Linked DNA regions of Muntiacus reevesi: regions 1 and 2 are each linked to region 3. A link is a contact called in public Hi-C data. All regions are on one chromosome and are shown on one strand. Each heading gives the region's core, a stretch centred on a gene start, on an enhancer-like site or on the middle of the called end of the contact. The rest is flanking DNA. Distances are from core to core; before and after follow the strand shown. Region 1 holds the start of STK17A (serine/threonine kinase 17a). Region 2 holds the start of COA1 (cytochrome c oxidase assembly factor 1). Region 3 holds the start of MRPL32 (mitochondrial ribosomal protein L32).

Region 1 (2,700 bases), core at 114-2,613, 570 kb after region 3:
TGAAAGTCTAGAGTGTCTACCAGCTCCTTCTTCTTAGCAGATCCCTAAACTCCAATTTTTTGTCTCTCCAGCCCGATGAGATGCCTAACGCCCTGCTTATTTTCTCACCCTTTCAGTCATTGCTTTGGAATTATCAAATGCTTCATGGGAAAGGGGTGCCATTCTGGGCTGCCTTTCTTGTCAGGATCTCAGTGGTTCAAGTTCTTGCTGCTTTTGAAACTCTCTGATGTTTCAAGTAGAGGACTATCTGATTTAAAATTTTTTCCCAACTTTCTCAGTGAGAGAATTGCTCACACATAGACTAACTCATCATTGCCAGAAGCAAAACTCTGAGTAATGACATGATCTAACTTAGATTTTTTAAAAGATCACTCTGGTTGCCTCAAAAATAAATGATGTGGAATTGAGGAGGAAGAGGGATGGTAGCAGACAGCCTAGTTAGGGAGCTATCACAATAATTCAGACAAGAGAGAATGGTAGTTGTGGTCACGTGGGAGAGGAGTGGTCAGATTCTGGATGTTTTGAAGGTAAAGCCAAGAAGATTTGCTTACAAAATGGATGAGGGGTGTGAGAGAAAAAGAGGAGTCAATGTTGACCCCAAGGTTTTTGGCTTGAACCACTGGAAGGATGGAAATGCCATTTACTGAGGTGGGGAAACTTGGTCGGAGTGCATTTATGAAGGATGATCAGGAGATGACTTCTGCTCGTTAAGTCTGAGATGCTAATTTGGCATCCAACTGGTGATGCCAAGTGTATATTTCAATATATGAGTTTGAAGTTCAGAGAATGATTGGAAGGTGGAGATAAAAAATTTGTAATCATGAGCACACGGATGTAATTAAAACCACAAGACCGGATGAGAGCACCTTGAAAGTTAAATACAGAGAAGACTGTAGGACTGGTATGCGGGCTTAAAAATATTTATTCATCTCTTGCCTTCACGTCCTCCTCTCAGTGTGGGAAGGTACCAGATGCCCCAGGCAACTTCCACGTGCTGTAGAGCAGCCCTGATCTGAGTAGCATCACCTCTCCTGACCCGCCCAAGGGAAGGGATCGTGAAGCTCTGGCTGGTAGCTCCTACGCATTTTCATTAATGCAGGGCTCAGATTTGCAACACTCAGATGCTCAGCAGGTGCGTAACTGGCTGACGCAGCGGGTCCTCCAGCCAGAAGGGTGGTGCTGTCGGTCGCCTGCAGATTGCCTGGGCCAGCCGCGCGGCCGCCCGCCAGGCTGCACCTTCTCCCCCTCAGCTGCAGAGGGCGCGCGTGAGGCACGCGGCGCTCGGGAGCGGGGAGCTCAGCGGGGGGCAGGGGAGAGGCGGGGCCGGACGTGGGGCGGGGCCGGGCGGCCTGGAGGCAGCCGGCCGCAGTCAGTGCGCAGCTCCGGGCAGAGCGGTTGGCATCCTCGCGCCGGCTCGAAGGCAGCTGGAGGCGGGGCCGTTACCCGCCGGGAGCTCCGAGCGAGCCGGGCGGCAGGCAAGGAAAGCACGCCCGAGCGCCATGATTCCTCTCGAGAAGCCGGGCAGCGGCGGCTCTTCCCCGGCCGCCGCCTCCGCCTCGGGTCGGGCTGGCCGGGGTCTGAGCACGCCGCGCCGGCCGCCGCCCCCGACCCAGGCCCGCGGACTGCTGACGGAGATCCGCACCGCCGTGCGGACTGAGCCCTTTCAGGACGCCTACACCCTGACCCCCGGCCGGGAGTTGGGCAGGTGAGGCCGGCGGGCGCGCGCAGATAAGTGCGGGAGGCCGGCCGGCGCGGGCGCAGATAGCGCGCCGGGACCGGGTACAGACGTGGGTGCGGGCGGCGATTAGGGCGGCGGGCCCCCCAGCCTCCAGTCCACGCGCGGCGTCCCCCAGAGCCGTGGTAGCGGCCATGAGAAAGGCTCCCCCCAGCACCTTGACCCCTTCCTGCCTTTGCTGCGGGCGTTTCAGCCTCTGTGGTCCCTTGTGCGGTAACTTAACGAGGCGGCGTGGGAACCACGCTGCGAACGTTTCCCCGCGGCAGCGAGTCTGAAGTCAGCACAGGTGTGGAGTCAGCTTTGGTTTTGCCTACGAACTTGTGGGTTCCTGCCTCTCGCTCTGTGGCTGTGATAGAGGAGCGCAGAACCCCGAGCCTGACAGCTTCCTTCGCACCAGCGCTGGGCCAGTTTCCGTCAGCCGCGTTCTGCTGACTTCAGTTGCGGGTTCTTGGGTTTGTGCTGTTTGCGTTCTGAAATATTTAGGTCCGTGTGCCTTTTAAGTTCAGATCGGTTTCACTTGTGGACTCTGGGCCCTTGTCTGACTCTTTCTACGCCGTGATACGGCCCTTGCCTTTTCTTCCTCATCCCGTTGTTGTTTTGTAGGGGTAGGGAGAGCTTAGAATTTGGTCTGTTTTTAAAATCGCAGAAGGTGAAGGCTGTTTGGATACTTTACGTCTTGTACGTTGAAGAGGGGTCACAGAGTGATAGGTTTGTTGTTTAGTCGTAAGTCATGTCTCACTGTTGCGACCCCATGGACTGTAGCCCACCAGGCTCCTCAGTCCGGGAGGTTTCCCAGGCGAGAAAACTGGAGTGGGTATTGCCATTTCCTTCTGCAGGGGATCTTCCCGACCAGGGATTGAACCCGCATCTCCGTGCAAGCGGATTTTTTTTCTTTCTTTCTTTCTTCTTTTTTTTTAACTGCTGACCCACAGGGAACAGTAGAGGTTTGGGGACTGACTTTTTCT
Region 2 (2,700 bases), core at 121-2,620, 710 kb after region 3:
GTTAAGCGAAAGAAGACCACATGGTTTATAATTTTATTTATCAGCCTATTCTAGAATTGTCCAGAATAGACAAATATATTTATATATTCAGCAGATATAGTAGTTCCTTAGAGATAAAAGTGGGGTAGGGTAAAGAGGAACTCAAGGGAGATTGCTAGTGGGTACAGGGATTCTTTCAGAGGTGATGAAAATGTTTTAAAATCATGGTTGTCGGTTGTACAACTTTGTGAATGTACTAAAAAGCAGTGTGTATTTTAAAATTCCATGGTGTGTGAACTATATCTCAATCAAGCTGCTATTTTTCAAAAGGACTGCAGGTTGGACTTTTTCTCCCCAGTTTTAACTCCATTTTCCCCCAGCTCCTAAAACAGTGTCTGGCAATACCACGAATTCACAAAATTCTGACTGAATGGAAAAGTAAATTTCCAAACGTGGGTAAACCATTATGAAACATTATCACAGTCAAAGAGATGAAATTACTGCAGGATGGCATGACAGGGGCATACAGCATGTATGTGTACGTGTGTTTCCCATGAAAGGAGATGAGACTGAAAAATTCAGCAGAAACAAGACTCTGAAGTGTCTTCAATCCAGCCAAAGGAATTTGTACTATCCTGAATCAATGGGAAAGTCAGTAAGGTTTTAAGTAGAGGATTAACAGTCAGATCTGTGTTTTAAATGTGTAAGTTCAAGTAGAGAGTTGCTGCTTATATCCAAAGGTGAAGGACAGCAATGCCCCTCAGGTGAGAATAAAGAGGAATGAGGGGAAGAGACCAGGAAAGTAGCAAAATATACTACTTGTGGATTTTTAAATTACAGCCCTTTCCACACACGCACAGACTGACAAACATGCATACGCACGCTTATACAAACACCCGAAAAATCACTTAAACGCTGAAAATCATTTCCATGGTCAGCACCAGCTCAGCTGTGATGGAGATGAACGATCATGACCACCGAGCCAGAGTATTCTTTTATACAATCATCTAGGCAGGGCCTCTCTCAGACTGTTGTAACCTGGGACCACCGACAGAGTGCACAGTTCCACCTCTTCACAAATGTGCTCCTGGAAACGCTCACCAAGGACCACGGGACAAGGTCACGATTAGCCCACCACGGGTCCCCCCAGTCACGCAGCTCCAGGAGGTCACGACCCAGCAACAAGGAGGTGGCCCCTGACGTGCTGCCCTAGCAACAGTCCGCCCCTCGCGCAAAAGCCGTCTCCAGAACGGCGAGAACAAATGCTTTTGGAGTAGGACTGACCCGACTCTTTTCTCCCGCGTGGACGCTAACCTGTCAGGCGTAGAAACACCACGCCACAGAGAGCGTGACGGCCCCTTCCGGAAGTGGAGCGTGTGGGAGTGGGTGGGGCAAACGCCGGCGGGTGGACACGCCCCGCGAAGAGCAGTCGAGACTTCCGACGTCACCTCCTCTCGGGGCTAGAGCAGTCAGGACGCACTAGAGCAGTTGAATGATTGCAAAATCCCGGCGCCAGAGCGGCGGCTTCTGAGGCTGAAATTGGTTCTGCTGCCTGGCTTCTCAGAAGCTTGTCGAGCGCGAGAAAGGCATTTGTCTTCCCAAATCTCGGCTTTTTGTCTTGTGCCCCCCACTAGCCCCCAACATACTGTCAGTCCATCAGCGGTTGCCTAGGAAATTTAAAACCACTGGTTCCTGTTGCTCCTCGCAGGGATCTGGCGCTTCGATTCACCTCCAAGGATGCGAAACCACGGGCCATCTGAGCCCCGCTCTGGCACTGAAGTCCATCTTGCCAGTTCGACTGAGAAACTTAACAACGCTAACTCTTTTTATTCATTAAATATTTATTAAATTCTTACTGTGCTCCATGGAATGGATTGTTAAGAAAAATGTAACAGTCTCGGTTCTTATGGCGTTTAGTAGCAAAATGCATTAGTAGTAGTGGTTGCTTAATAGATTTGTCATGAGGATGTAAAGCGATCAGATTCGTCTGGCAGTACTTAAGTGTTCAATAAGCGCTAGTTATTGTTTTCATCTTGATTATTCCATTGTCATCATCGCTATAACGTCACCCTTTGCTTTAATGACAAGTTAGAAGTTCGAGAGTTACCTACCACCCAGGCCCTTGGATTCTTTAATCAAAAGAAACTGATAGAGGCCAGAGAGAAACAGAGCAGACCATACGGAAAAGAAACCTAGGAATGATACAAGTAGAAAAGAAAATTAATATTAAAAAGAAGGAAGGAAAAAAAGAAAATGGGGACATTTTGACACAGCTACTTTGAGAAAACAACTGAGTAGGTCATTAGATCTTATCATAAAAGTTAAGTGTAAACTAGACAATATTTACCTCAAAGACTAATAAAATTTGCATTAGGTAGGTTGGAATGAATGTCTTTTCTTACTTATCTTACATACTGTCATCATGAAATTGAGTCCTAACTAGTTTGTTTACAAGAAATTTTACAGTAAAACTTTCAGTTTTAACCTGGAAAAGTTCTTTATAATCTTTACCAAAATGTTATCTTTAATCCAAAGTCTATGCTTCCTCTATATGTTTTTTAATGGGAAAGTGCATGGATCTACTATAATTTTTCATATAAAACTTGTATCCGTTATAAAAAAATCGTACCTGCTCAAAAAAAAATTTTTTTTTAAATTGTACCTGCTCAAATATATTGGTTGTTGAAAATGGGGATATTTTATAATGATAATGAGGTTAGA
Region 3 (2,700 bases), core at 39-2,538:
AGACATTACACAGTAATGCAAAATGTATTAATTTTGTCGTCAGAAAGAACCCAGTTTAAAAGTTAACCTATGACCAGGGAGGAGTTATTGAATTTGAGTTGTGGTCAGCTCATTTGTAAGATGTTTAGAAAACATTCATCACACAGGGTAGCCCAAAGAGAAGGAGTAAGCTCCACCCACACATAAAGTACTCAACAAGTTAGATGCCGCCTGTCTTTAGCTGTCAGATAATATTTTTAATTAAATAGGCCCTTACTGATCGTAGGGAAAATGGCCAAACTGAATCCTTCTCCGGTCAGTAAAGCAGTGCATCTCTGATTTATTTTGAAAAATATGCTTACATAAATGCTCTAAAGTTTAAAAGCCTACAATCTTTCTTTAAATAAACATATCCGCTTCCAAAAATTACAGCCCCAAAGCAAATACAGCCTATTTTGGAGCCCACAAAGACACCGGGCTAGAAACATTACCACTTTCACTTTCAGTTCTTAAGCTTCCAGTAGGGGCACCGAAAAAATCGAAAGCGGGAAAAGGTTTCCAAAGACATTAGCGCCAAATGGAAGCTAAGACTAGAACTGAACTGTAAAGTTGGGGCTTTCCAAGAAAAAGGAACCCCATAGAGCTGACCAAAATTCCAAACTGCAGAAGCTCCTGAATCAGGCCTACTTGGGTCAGGAAGGAAATCTTCTGAGTTCTGAACAGGAAACCTGGACGCAGCTCATTCAAAATTGCCTTTTTCTCTACTTCCAAAGCGAAAGAAAATCCCTGGGTGAGGGCCTCAACTTCCCACAGCGTCTAGACAGATCTCCCAGGACACCCTGACTAGCGTTCCCACGGCCCCCAGGCACCAATGCTCCCCGGGCCGCGGGAAGGCCCCGCAAATGACTTGGCAAACTCGCATTTCCACCCCCATTTCCTACTAGGCCCTCAGAAAGCGCCAAGTCAGAGACCAGGAAGGTAAAAACCTGGTCGGCAGAGCTCCTGCAACCTCAGTTACGTGGAGGACCTCAGAAGTCCCTTCCATACCTGAATGTAGTCAGCGAAAAGCTGTAACCACGCTCCGCCATCTTTACCCGAAGACCCAACGCACATCCGCGCACATGCGCACTGAGGCCAGTTTAGTTTCTTTTCCCCGCCCCGCGCCTTCCTTTCTAGGTTTCTGATTGGAGGAAAGGCAGAGCCGCTCCAGAAGCATGCTGGGAGTTATAGTTCCAAGTGCGCGTTTGCCCGACTCTGTGTCTGTGCGCATGCTCAAGGTAGGGGCGGGACCCAGAGGCCTGGTGGGTGTGGCTTTCGGCCGAGCAACATGGCGCCCACCATGCTGGTGCTGCTGGTTCCGCCGTTGCCCGCAGTCCGAGGACTTCTCCGGAACTGTTGGAAGCAGCTGCAGCGGAAACTTCTGCAGAGCCGACCAGGTTTTCCCAGTCCGCCATGGGGTACGTAAAGAAGGCCTCCGTGGAGAAGGGTTTGGACTGGGGACCCCAGGCAATGTGGTGAATTTTGCTCGTATCTAGCCTGCTCCGGTGTTCTGATCTTTGGCTGCGTGGAGGAGACGATGTTCCGGGCATTCACTTACTTAGGAACAAAGACAGCAGTTTTTGCCCCCAGTCCCCTGCAAAAAGGAAAACAAACATCCTCTGACTGTCCCATTCCTACAGGGAATGTAACCGAAGTGCATTAACTTAGCATCAAGGGACAAGAGCTCTCTAGATCCTCTTTTCTTTCCAGTCCAGTCCACCACCTAAAGCAGTTTGCCGTCTGTGGCATTTGAGCTTTGTCAATTGACTGTTGATCCTCTATTTCCCCTGAAAACTAATTTTAAATGGAAATGTCTTGGCTGTTAAAATTGTCATTCCTTTGACGTTTACATTCTACTCGATTTCGAAGTTATCCCGAACATAATAATGATAATACTCAGAAGAGCCCGCTAAATCTCAAGTGAAGTGAAGTGAAGTCGCTCAGTCGTGTCCGACTCTTTGCGACCCCATGGACTGTAGCACGCCAGGCTCCTCCGTCCATGGTATTTTCCAGGCAAGAATACTGGAGTGGGTTGCCATTTCCTTCTCCAGGGGGTCTTCCCGACCCAGGGATCGAACCCTGGTCTCCCGCCTTGTAGGCAGACGCTTTTACCGTCTTAGCCAACAGGAAAGTCCCACTGAATGTCAAAGTCAACATATATTTAGTAAGATAATCTCCACTACAATCCCATTAGGTGTCTCCACTTTTCAACTGAAGAACTAGACTCAGAAAGGCCTCAAGGTCACACCGACCTTCCAGAGCCTGTGCTATTAACCACAGGTCTGTGCTTAGCAATACTTTCAGGTATATTGAAAAGGAGTACCAGTGTTAAACAGCTTTGTATATTTTTAAGAGTTCCTAAAACCAAAAGAAATATTGCAGGCCTGAGGAATATAGCAAGGAGATGGTAAAGAAATCTTTTTCTTTTTTTTGTTTTATTTTTAATTGAAGGGTAATTACTTTACAATACTGTGTTGGTTTCTGCCATGCATCAACGTGAATCGACAGTAGGTATACATATGTCCCCTCCCTCTTGAACTTCCCTCCCACCTCCCACTAATTTTTATAAACAGTTTAGAAGAACAAAAGTGAAACGTTGGTGGTCACAAGAGTAAATTAGTATCCTACAAAAAGTGATGAGTGAGTTCTTTTCCTTAGAGTACCTTCCTTAGGGAACAAGAC

What was found. A called contact is a pair of places that touch in the nucleus more often than the background predicts.
Region 1: a Hi-C map of blood shows a contact between it and region 3, with 4 times the contacts expected there. The contact joins the promoter of STK17A here to the promoter of MRPL32 in region 3. A contact is called at or near these places in 2 of 3 Hi-C or Micro-C datasets (blood and muscle).
Region 2: a contact with region 3 is called in a Hi-C map of muscle, with 6 times the contacts expected there. The contact joins the promoter of COA1 here to the promoter of MRPL32 in region 3. A contact is called at or near these places in 2 of 3 Hi-C or Micro-C datasets (blood and muscle).

The regions. Positions count from the first base shown.
Region 1 is chr6:73,541,905-73,544,604 of mMunRee1.1, reverse strand. It overlaps STK17A (serine/threonine kinase 17a), which reads left to right and starts at 1,363. Exons shown (of 7, transcript XM_065939092.1): 1 at 1,363-1,705. The coding sequence starts at 1,500.
Region 2 is chr6:73,403,944-73,406,643 of mMunRee1.1, reverse strand. It overlaps COA1 (cytochrome c oxidase assembly factor 1), which reads right to left and starts at 1,370. Exons shown (of 6, transcript XM_065938800.1): 1 at 1,294-1,370.
Region 3 is chr6:74,112,866-74,115,565 of mMunRee1.1, reverse strand. It overlaps MRPL32 (mitochondrial ribosomal protein L32), which reads left to right and starts at 1,288. Exons shown (of 3, transcript XM_065939717.1): 1 at 1,288-1,436. The coding sequence starts at 1,307. PSMA2 (proteasome 20S subunit alpha 2) reads right to left here and starts at 1,106. Exons shown (of 8, transcript XM_065939311.1): 1 at 1,027-1,106. The coding sequence starts at 1,067.